2 separate regions of the Mus musculus genome follow, and region 2 is linked to region 1. Evidence: chromatin contacts called from public HiChIP or PLAC-seq data. All regions are on one chromosome and are shown on one strand. Each heading gives the region's core, a stretch centred on a gene start, on an enhancer-like site or on the middle of the called end of the contact. The rest is flanking DNA. Distances are from core to core; before and after follow the strand shown.

Region 1 (5,513 bases), core at 1,725-4,224:
CTTTGTCCCCAGTTAAAAGCACTGCCCTTCTTTAGCCCTTACTTCTGTCTGGTTCTCAGATGTTTTCTACACCGTCTGTCTCTGTGGAGCTCCTAGTCTGCTCACAGTTGTTTCTGTCAAGGAAAGCTCCGTGTGAGCTTGGAAGTGTGAGATTCACCAGCCCTAGATATGTACAAAGTGAGGAGGGGCTGGTGGAGGAAAAAAGTATCTCAAACCAAACTCCAAAGATGCTTTCCCTAGAAAGAGTCTCAGGACAGCTTTGAAAGCTCCCCAGGACAAATAACTTCACAGGAGACCAGTGGTCCTCACTGGCACAGAGAGAGCCTCACCAGTGCTAAGCTTCCTGTGTGCTGTGCATTCCTGACTGCATTCGGCACTGTTTGCTGAGGGCCTGCAGGGGACCAAGGAGAAAAGAGAAAGGAAGAGTGGCTATGGCTAGTTCCGCCCTTCTTAGTTTCTACCTCTGCCTTATCTGCTCCTCATCTTACTGTGGGCCTGTGGCTCGGCTGGGGAGTGGTTCCAAAGAATAACTAGGTTGATTGGCAGGAATTGAATTCTGCCACCCCAGAGTAACGGGAGGCAACAACCTCAGACCCTTAAGCTGGTTTAAGCCTTCGTGAGTTCTCTTTTGACACTTTTTGAAACACTGCTCTGGGTGAAGCAAGCACATTGTGGCTACTAAAGATCCTGGACGACTGGCTAACCCTGGCCCATGTGCCTTCAGGACTGTTACAGAGGAACTAGATAGGAATCATTGGTAGGTTAGTAGCAATTGTGGTTTGGTTCTGATTTTTAAAGTGACTAGCCCTCAAGTAACAGAAAAATAAAGGATGGCAAGTGCTTGTTGACTGGACCGTTTGCTAAGATCGTGCGAATAGCTGTGCATAGGCTCCGGGCTCATTTTTTCCATAGCCCTCTGACATGACAAGGTCAACCTTCAAGTGAGCTGTAATGAAACTTCGTGCATCCCAGCCGTATCCAGTGTGCCCTTAGCTTAACACTCATCTGTCTGTGACCTGACATAGTGAATGTAGTGGCTCCCTGCTCCCACAAGTCCTATGAGGAATGGTGGGGAGGAGGTATAGGAGTGGAGAGGGCTGTACAGCAAGAACTTGCCCACGTTAGGAAGCCAGCTGACAGGTTTGGCTGTGGCCGAGCTTATTTTCCATTGGATTCTGAGTTTCCTTGCAGCAGTTTTTACAGAAAGCTTTAAGCTCCTTGCCTTCATAGTCCCACACAGGAGGGGATGATGGCCGAGGAAAAGCGGATTCATTTGTTCCTGTAACAAAAGAATCAAATGTACTTCTGTGGAACAAAAATGCATTGGAAATTTTGCTTGTTGTTTTCTATTACAAAATTGAAATAAAAAAGGAATGTTACCTGTACTGATTTTCTTATTTCATATGGAAAATAAGAATATGTTGCCGGGCAGTGGTGGCACATGCCTTTAATCTCAGCACTTGGGAGGCAGAGGCAAGTGGATTTCTAAGTTCGAGGCCAGCCTGGTCTACAGAGTGAGTTCCAGGACAGCCAGGGCTACACAGAGAAACCCTGTCTCGAAAAAACAAACAAACAAAAACAACAACAACAACAAAAAAAAACTTTAAAAAAAAATGTGTGTGTGTGTGTGTGTGTGTATGTGTGTGTGTGTGTTTAGAGCCTGCGTATCTTATTTCCTTTCTGCAAGCATTGTTATCTACAGTCACTGGCTCAATGAACTTATCATTTTCCTGGACCACTGTTCTATAAGGGTTCTAAAATCAATCAATATCTCTCTCTCTCTCTCTCTCTCTCTCACACACACACACACACTATTAACAGCTGCTTGCTCCATTCTGACTTGTGTGCTTTCCAGCTAAGGTGAGTGTGTGCAGTGCCGTGACTAACGCTGCACTCCTCTCACAGATGCTGTCTAGAGGGGAGCTCTCAAGTCAGCAAAGCCCCGACCTTCCCTCACCCATTCCTCCCCACCACCAGACTCTCGTAGGAGCAATCCTTTCATCTGCCCCTAAGTGACCTCCTTGGGTAGACCATGCCCTGAGTCTGGCAGCTTAGTCTATTTCCTAGTAGAAACTCTTTTTCTCAGTTTAGGGAAATTTTATATTCGCTGTGTCTTGTTCATAAAAGTATTCCTTCCAGAGTGACACACGGTGAAAATGAGGGTGGGATGCCTTAATTAGGAGACTTCGTTGATTGCTTCCAATAAGTAAAGCAATTATGCCATGTATCGGAATATGAATGCAAATGCTTTGTAATATTAACCCTTGATGTGGAAGAAGTAGCCTGGCCTTTGAAGTCAGGTAATTGCAAAACTAATGCTGACTGGATGCCAGGCACTGTTGCAAGCTCCTTTATAAGTTGGTTCACTCACGCTTACCTCAGCCCTCTGAGAGTGTTCTATTAATATGCCCATTTCACAGATAGGAGGAAACCTGGGGTGGGATTAAGAAAGCTGTTGTGAGTGTGGGAACCAGCAGTTGAAATCAAGTGTTCTGTCTGAGTCCGAGCTTCCGATGCTACACTTCAGTCTCCAGGTAGCTCTAGGAGCTACCCTGTCCTCACGGTACTTTGCTCACCCATAAAACTGGGCAAGGCTCTTTGAAGAGTTAAAAGGAGAGCAAACATTGCTCTTGCAGAGGCTCTGGGTTTGGTTCCCGTTGTCAGACATCTCACTCTGTTGTCGCCTGTAACTCCTGCTTAGGGGATCCCCGCCTGCATACCCACACAGGGCTGTGCACAGAATTTAAGATAAATACATTGTTTCTTTCAAATGAATTAAATGGCTTACTATCAAGCATGACCGGGGATTCTTAATGGTGACTCTACACCTAACTCATTTGTGGGTTTCTTTTGTTTCTTGTTTTGGTTTAGACCCCACCCAGAGAACTCGTGATTCATTTCTATACCCCATGGTATGTGGTCTCTTATGACCAATGTAAGATCCCTGTCAGAATTACTTCAGAGTAAGCAGAGTGGCTTTTTAAATGACTCTTGTTGATGACTGTATACCTCATTTCAGTGTTAGTCAGCCAGGACTAAGACAGGACAATGGGAAAGGGCCAGCCTCATAACCTGTAACAGTTGTTCCTGAGATACGTAAGCTGCCGCCCTCGCCCCCTCGCTGCTGAAAGATAGCGTATTTTATAAATAACCGATGCAACTGAAAAGGAACAAATTGGTTCTCCCTCTGTTTGATAGCTCCTCTGTTGACACCCAGTGACCTATCTCAAAAGTAAACCTTTAAAAGACATAGAGTGTTGCCCACAAACATTTTACATTTTTAGGTCCATGAACAGTGGAGCTCAAAAGGGCTTAAATATTCTGACTGATACAGGCTTCTCATCACCAGGTCCCTTACTCAGAGAGGGGGAGGCACTTGTCAGCACACTGCTTTCCAAACGAGAAATGAGCTCCCCAAAAGAACAGTTGCCCCTGCAGTGTTTTATATAATGAGAGTTTGAGATAATTGCTGTGTTGATACTGAAGCACTTTTGATTTATAAAGCAAGCATTCATTTAAGAAAATGTCACATAACTTGAAAATTGTTATCTGAACATATGATTTTAGTTTTCTTTTGCAGGAACTGACTTACTTCAAGGCCATGCCATTTAGATCTCAGGCTAAGCCAAATCAAAGGTGACAAGGCACATTAATGACCTGAGAGGCTGGGCTATCTCACAGGGTGGCACTATCCCATTCGACAGTCATTTATTGAGTGCTTACAAGACACTGTGATTCACATGTTCAAAGGACACTGTCCCAACACTTAAGTACATGACAGAGGGAGGCAGTGACATTCAGCTGCTGTTAACGGTGGAGGAAAATATGAGTATGCAGGAGGGGCCCTGGACCGAGCCAGGAGTAGAACAGGGGAGGGGATAGGGCTGAGCTACAAAGCTTCCTGTAGGACGGACAGCTAGAGTGATTCCTAGAGGACAGGTTACTGTAGGTGGAAGAACCTTCCAGCTGGTCACTTGTGGACAGTGTAAACATCCTGCCTAACCAACATCACCTTGGCTACAGGGAAGGCCTGATGGTCATCTGATGGCTTCAGTCTTAGATGATCTACTGGCTTCAGTCTTAGATGACCTACTGGCTTAAGTCTTAGATGACCTACTGACTTCAGTCTTAGATGGCCTACTGGCATCAGGTCGTAACATTATTTGAACATTTTTAAAAGTCATTTTTGTCTCACAATGATTAGCTAGGCTCAGAAGCGCAAAGGAATAAGATATTTGGGACTTGCCTTTTTGCCTCTGGTTTGTGTCACCTACTCTCCTCCATTTACCACTTGACAGGGTTACATAGGAACAAGCAACACCCTCAGCAGTTAGGCCACTGGGAAAGAGAAGCCCGTGCCACCAGCCACAGTAAACCTTATCCCCAGTGTCACTGGAATTGATGCCACTCTGACCAGTGGATCCTGGTGACCATGTCAGTGCCCTTTAGCAGACTAACCTCTCTATACTTGGCTCTCTTCTCAAGATAAGGAATAATAATAGCTCCTTACTATACCACACTACCCTGTGGACATGGGGGTTGAGGCTGACACTGAATGAACTCACTCCTGGGGCAGCAAGAACAATTTGTTAGCTGTTAAGGGACAGAGTCCCAGTTCCTTTCATGTGAGACTAAGACACATACAAGGACTTCTGCAATCCAGAGCTCCATTTTCTGCAGATACTACTTTGTCATTCAAGCCAGTGTGTTCCTTTCATAGCCACTGCTAGTGTGCTATGTGCCAGACACTGTTCTCAGCACCTGGGATAGATAAACTCAGGAATCAGTCCACACAGAGTCTGAGCTGTGGTGTGGGAGTTAATCTGACACATTTCATAACTGGAGAGAGGGAGAAGGAAGGAAGGAAGGAAGGAAGGAAGGAAGGAAGGAAGGAAGGAAGGAAGAGGGAGGGAGAGAGGGAGTGAGGGAGAGAGGAGAGAGGGAGAGAGAGAGAAAGAGAGAGAGAGAGAGAACAGAGCTTACAAGGCCCAGATGCTACAAGCCCTACCAAGCCATTGTAGTAAAAACTGAGCAGAATGAACAACTACTAGTGACTATTGAGCTTGCAGGATATAGTAGGCACTGGGTTCTGTGTTTTATTTGAAATAAGCAGATGAAGCCTTTATGTAAAGCAGATGACACTGGCTCCAAGGGAGGCAATGGAGGAGTTTGCAAAGACAGGGCTCTCTGATTCTGAAATGCACCTTGGTAGAAGGGTGTGTGTGTGTGTGTGTGTGTGTGTGTATCACAAGATTGGGAATAACAAGATTAATTTTGGGCTGCACTTGGCCTCCATGTAACCCCCTTCCTTGTTCAGGAACTGGGGAGCAATTTTGGTATCTGTGCTTCCAGAAGGACTAGACCAAAGAATCCAGCCTCATAATGCTCACTCCTTGGGTGTTTTTCCTGGAGCACTAAGCAGGTTCACGGTCCAAGGTACAGCTTCCCTGCCCATTTTTAAAGACCCCAGCATTTCTGAGTGCTTGTTACAGACAGAGGAAAAAAACTAAACT
Region 2 (5,039 bases), core at 42-2,541, 260 kb after region 1:
GTGGATGGAGGGTGACCTTGATTTTGCAGATGTGGTGAGCTGTGGAAGGACTTCATGTTCTCATAGTGGATAGTCTTGAGGTGGATTTCAATTGTACTGTGCAGAGGGAGAGAAGCTGTGGGGTTGGGGTGGGGACCAGTCCCTGGGTCCTGGTAGTAGAGGGATAGTTTCTTCCTTTATCAAATTTGTGACTAGAAGAAGACAATCAGTTGTTTGGTATTTTCCTCCCTTTCCTGGAAGTGCCAAGGCTGCATGAAGAGAAGCTTTCAGAAGCTCTGTGGGTGGCTAGGAACATCTGGCATGGAAGTTGCTAAGCAACTCCAGAGGCCTGCCTTCTGGTGAAGCCTGAGAACTGGCCTGGCCTCCTTGGCCAGTGAAGGACATGGCTTCCTTAAAACACTTGTATCCTGTGCCTTTCAGCATTCTCCTGGTCAGCCTTGGGTGACAGTGATGAGTGTGGACACATAGAATATTATCAAAGCAGACAGTATTTGCTGCAGGCTCTTTCTGGGGACCCTGGGACCAGCCATTGGACACTTGGACTTGGCATTTTGGATATTCCCAACCTGCTCTTTAATGAGTCTAATTTCGTGTGTGGGTGACAATGGGAACAGAAGTAAAGAGGGAAGCTGAGATGTACTGTAGGCTGAATTAACGAATTTCAAATTATATATTGAAGTAAGAATCCTTGTGGCTTCAGAATGTCCCTGTACTGGGGAACAGGCCCCTTAAAGAACTATGTAATGTTTACTGATATCATTGGGGTCGTAATGCTTACTGAGACTCTTGGGGAGGTATATTAATCCAAGAACTGGGCTCTTCATCAAAAGAGGGAACTTGAATCCAGACTTCCTATAGAAGAACACAGGAAGGAGCCAGCCATGAGGCAGCCCAGGAGAGTCAAAGCAAGCCTGCTTACACTCTGCTCTTGGACTTCAGCCTCCAGAATTACAAGAACATAGATCTTGGTTGCCTGAGTCATCCTGGTACAACATCTGCTTCTTCAGCTCTAGCAAGCTATTGGAAGGGGTCATCTCATTCACTGTGCCCCCCGGTCATGGCACTCCCATCTCCATGGGGTCAGTCTAGCCAAACAGGAAGGGATTTCTGGCTAGAGAGGGACTGGGTGTAGGTGACACTGGGCATGGGCCTACAGGGCTGTCATAGGCTAGATGGGTAAGCCTTGCCCTTAGGGAGCTTCTAATCCCATGGAGAGACAAGTACACTGTGAGCTAAGTACCTATGAGTCACTCAGTAATGAAACATTCACATGAGACAGCAAGAGAGGTGAGAGTCCATGGTCCAGGATGATGTCATAGAGGCTTGCTTCAAAGGCTCAGCCTTGGGGCCGACCTGTGCATAACAAGTGTGAGGTCCTGAGTTCAAATCCCACAAATCCTTATAAAAATCCAGGAATGGGTATGTGTGCCTGCAACCACAGGGACTAAAGCAGAGAACAATATAGAAAAGTACTTCATGTCCTTGTCTGGCTTCTGTGTATGCCTACACAAGCATGCACACTCACACACTGTGGTGTATATGCCCACCCCTGTAACATGTATCCCATACCTCTCTCTCTGTCTCTGAATCTGTCTCTGTCTCTGTCTCTCTCTCTCTCTCTCTGTCTCTCTCTCTCTCTCTCTCTCTGTCTCTCTGTCTCTCTGTCTCTCTGTCTCTCTCTCTCTCTCTCTCTCACACACACACACACACATACACACACACACACACACACACACACACACACACACACACACACGATGCAGAGAAACACAGGGTTTTCTCGGGCACTGCAATCAGACACTGGAGGAAAGAGTACCCAAGAGGAGGTGTGTACATGTGAAAATGCTCAGAGGCACTTACTATGATGTCGAAGACCAGGCCTGGAGCTGCATCAGACAGGCCACCACACACGTAGGCTGGGTTCGGGAACCTCAGAAAGAATACAATTTATCAGTCAGTGTGCTGGGCCAGTGATATCCTAGGCTAGTAGGGGGAACCATAGGCAGGTCACTCAGTTTTCTGGGATGTCAACACTCTCTGTTGCAAAAGTAGCAATGATCACAGCTCTTGCCTTGTAGGGGTGCTGTGAAGACTAGGTAGGTGTACTGGCTAGTTTTGTGTCAACTTGACACAGCTGGAGTTATCACAGAGAAAGGAGCTTCAGTTGAGGAAATGCCTCCATGAGATCCAACTGTAAGGCATTTTCTCAATTAGTGATCAAGGGGGAAAGGCCCCTTGTGGGTGGGACCATCTCAGGGCTGGTAGTCTTGGTTCTATAAGAAAGCAGGCTGAGCAAGCCAGGTGAGGCAAGCCAGTAAAGAACATCCCTCCATGGCCTCTGCATCAGCTCCTGCTTCCTGACCTGCTTGAGTTCCAGTCCTGGCTTCCTTGGTGATGAACAGCAGTATGGAAGTGTAAGCCGAATAAACCCTTTCCTCCCCAACTTGTTTCTTGGTCATGATGTTTGTGCAGGAATAGAAACCCTGACTACTAAGACAAATTGGTACCAGTGGAGTGGGGTATTCCTGTGACAACCTGACCATGTTTTGGGGAGGACTGTGGAAGGACTTTGGAACTTTGGGCTTGAAGATCCATCCATTGTTAAGACCTCTGTCGGATGTTGTGTAGGAGCTTGGAAGATAATGTTGAGAACACTGCAGAAGTTGGAGCTCTGGTGTGTGAAATTTCAGAGGGAAAATTAAAGACTCTTTTCAGGGCCATTCCTGTTTTGATTGTGAAGATTCTGTAGTTCTGGTTAGCTGGGGCTGAAGAATCAGCTGTGATTAACAAGATACCAGAACTACTAAAGCAAAAACTTTGCATTACTGGGACTATTGATGCTGGTTAGCTGGAGCTAAGAAATTAGCGGTGATTAAGAAGAGACCAGCATCATTGAGGTGACATCTTCTGGGAAGTATTTTCTGAAAGCACAGTGGCTGTGTTCCAGATATAGCCAAAGTTGTACCTTGTGCTGTGGCTGGACTTGGTAATGTGTAAGGGTCACCCAGGTGGTACTGGTTTTGAAGGCATGAAGGAGTTGAGCAGAGCAGCTGAGGCTTGGCACAGTGAGAGGCCATGGAAGGCCATTGGTGAAAGTGCAGCCTCAGTTGCAATTGATGGCCCAGGACTGAAGGGGTCATGCAGTGTTTTGGAGATGCCAGTACCATGAGATGACCACCAAGAGCAGCAGCAGCAGTGGAGTACAGGCATCTGGAGCCTAGAGGATGACTCGTGTGCTACAAAGGGCCTGGCTGGAGAAGTGACCCAAGCCCTTGGAGGAGCCCAGAAGATCGTGAGTTGGATCCCAGACATTGGACAGTTGGAGATTGACTTTTGCTTTTGATTGTGACTGTGCCCTGATATTTTCCCTCTTGAAGAAAGAAACTGTTTTAGTGGAGCCCACAGTTAAGAGACTTTTAATTGTAAAAAGACTTTGGATTTTAAAAGAGATGGATATTTTAAAGAGATTGAAATTTTAAGCATATGTAAAGACTGTGGGACTTTTAAAGTTATTTAGAATGGGGATGAATAAGATTGTAAGGGTTGAGGCTTACTAGTGATGTTTTTGTGTGTCAAGTTGACAAGGGGTCAATTGTACTGGCTAGTTTTGTGTCAACTTGACACAGCTGGAGTTATCACAGAGAAAGGAGCTTCAGTTGAGGAAATGCCTCCATGAGATCCAACTGTAAGGCATTTTCTCAATTAGTGATCAAGGGGGAAAGGCCCCTTGTGGGTGGGACCATCTCAGGGCTGGTAGTCTTGGTTCTATAAGAAAGCAGGCTGAGCAAGCCAGGTGAGGCAAGCCAGTAAAGAACATCCCTCCATGGCCTCTGCATCAGCTCCTGCTTCCTGACCTGCTTGAGTTCCAGTCCTGGCTTCCTTGGTGATGAACAGCAGTATGGAAGTGTAAGCCGAATAAACCCTTTCCTCCCCAACTTGTTTCTTGGTCATGATGTTTGTGCAGGAATAGAAACCCCGACTAAGACAGTAGGTAAAACCCTACAGTGTAGTTTGTCACGTGGTCGGACCTTCCCTGCTCATGCTTGGCTCCCTTGTCACAGCTACTCCTCCCCCCTCCTTGGTGTGGCTGAAACAACAACTTCATCAACTTCTCTTATGAGGCATGGAGAGGAGTCAGGTCAGCGAAGAAAGCCACTTGTCGCCAATTGAAATTGAGAACTGAGAGTCTAGAGGCTCCTGGCAAACGCACAAGAACTTGCCAGAAAACATTTGGTACAGGGTTCTGGGATGCCTGGTTCTCAACACAGAACCCTCTGAGGCTCTATAGGTTGCTCACACATGCACTGGGGAAGGAACCAAAAAGAGGACCTGAAAGAATGATGCATTTTTCTCAGTAAGAGTCCAAGGAGGTGACCAGGGAAAGGGATGCTATCTCAGGCTCCCAGGAGAAAGGTTGCTGCAGAGGTCACCTGTCTTGTGGATGCTGCGTGCCAGCTGATAGAACGTACTTGGCTTGAATTAAAGACCCCTACCCCATTTTATAAGCTATACGGTTCTTGGTAAGGTTAAAACATGTAGACAATGATTCTTGATTGATCATGAATTCATGATTCAATATCGCTTGCCCAAACTCCATATGCCCTTTGAACATTTTCCTCACTTCCCTGATCTTGTCATCTGTCTGGCTCTTCTTTGTCATGCCTCAGCTCAGGTGTCACTCCCCTCTGAATCTGGAGTTAGATGTTGCTTTGCTCTTCCTACAGCAAACTGGCTTGCACCTGTCACCTGTCACCTGGGTGAACTTGCCAAGGGTTGGGATGCTATCTAGACTGTCAGCTCTGTCAGGAAGGGCCACAACTGCCTTGCTGGTGACTGCTCAGGCTATGGTCCAGGCAGAGAAGAATGCAGATGCTTAAGGATTGAGTTAGACGTGCAAGATGATGACTGCCATCCTCAAGTTTATAAGCTGTTCTCAGATGACAGGTCCCTGCTGTCTTGACGATGCTTCTTAAGATGAATCTTCTCTAGGTTAAGTGTTGAAGATTACTTAGTCTTCATAGGAGCTTATGCATTTATAG

What was found. HiChIP or PLAC-seq counts read pairs in DNA pulled down with a chosen protein or histone mark.
Region 2: a BATF HiChIP or PLAC-seq map of CD8 T cells shows a contact between it and region 1, with 15 read pairs. The contact joins two enhancer-like sites. A contact is called at or near these places in 4 of 484 Hi-C or Micro-C datasets (Th1 cells, embryonic fibroblasts, liver and 1 more) and 6 of 115 datasets of contacts at active chromatin or transcription factors (CD8 T cells, effector CD8 T cells, fibro-adipogenic progenitors and 3 more).

What each region holds. Positions count from the first base shown.
Region 1 is chr15:59,538,282-59,543,794 of GRCm38.p6, forward strand. All of the region lies in intron 4 of Nsmce2 (NSE2/MMS21 homolog, SMC5-SMC6 complex SUMO ligase), which reads left to right. Among named protein-coding and RNA genes, the nearest start is that of Gm36677, 77 kb to the right of the region's middle. Within about 2 kb of position 2,975, at least 54 of the 459 cell types and tissues checked have an H3K27ac peak or open chromatin away from gene starts, as enhancers often do. A contact at or near this core is called in CD8 T cells, Th1 cells and pancreatic cancer cells, where this site is marked.
Region 2 is chr15:59,798,385-59,803,423 of GRCm38.p6, forward strand. No RefSeq gene overlaps it. Among named protein-coding and RNA genes, the nearest start is that of Gm19510, 5.9 kb to the left of the region's middle. Within about 2 kb of position 1,292, at least 49 of the 459 cell types and tissues checked have an H3K27ac peak or open chromatin away from gene starts, as enhancers often do. A contact at or near this core is called in CD8 T cells, Th1 cells and pancreatic cancer cells, where this site is marked.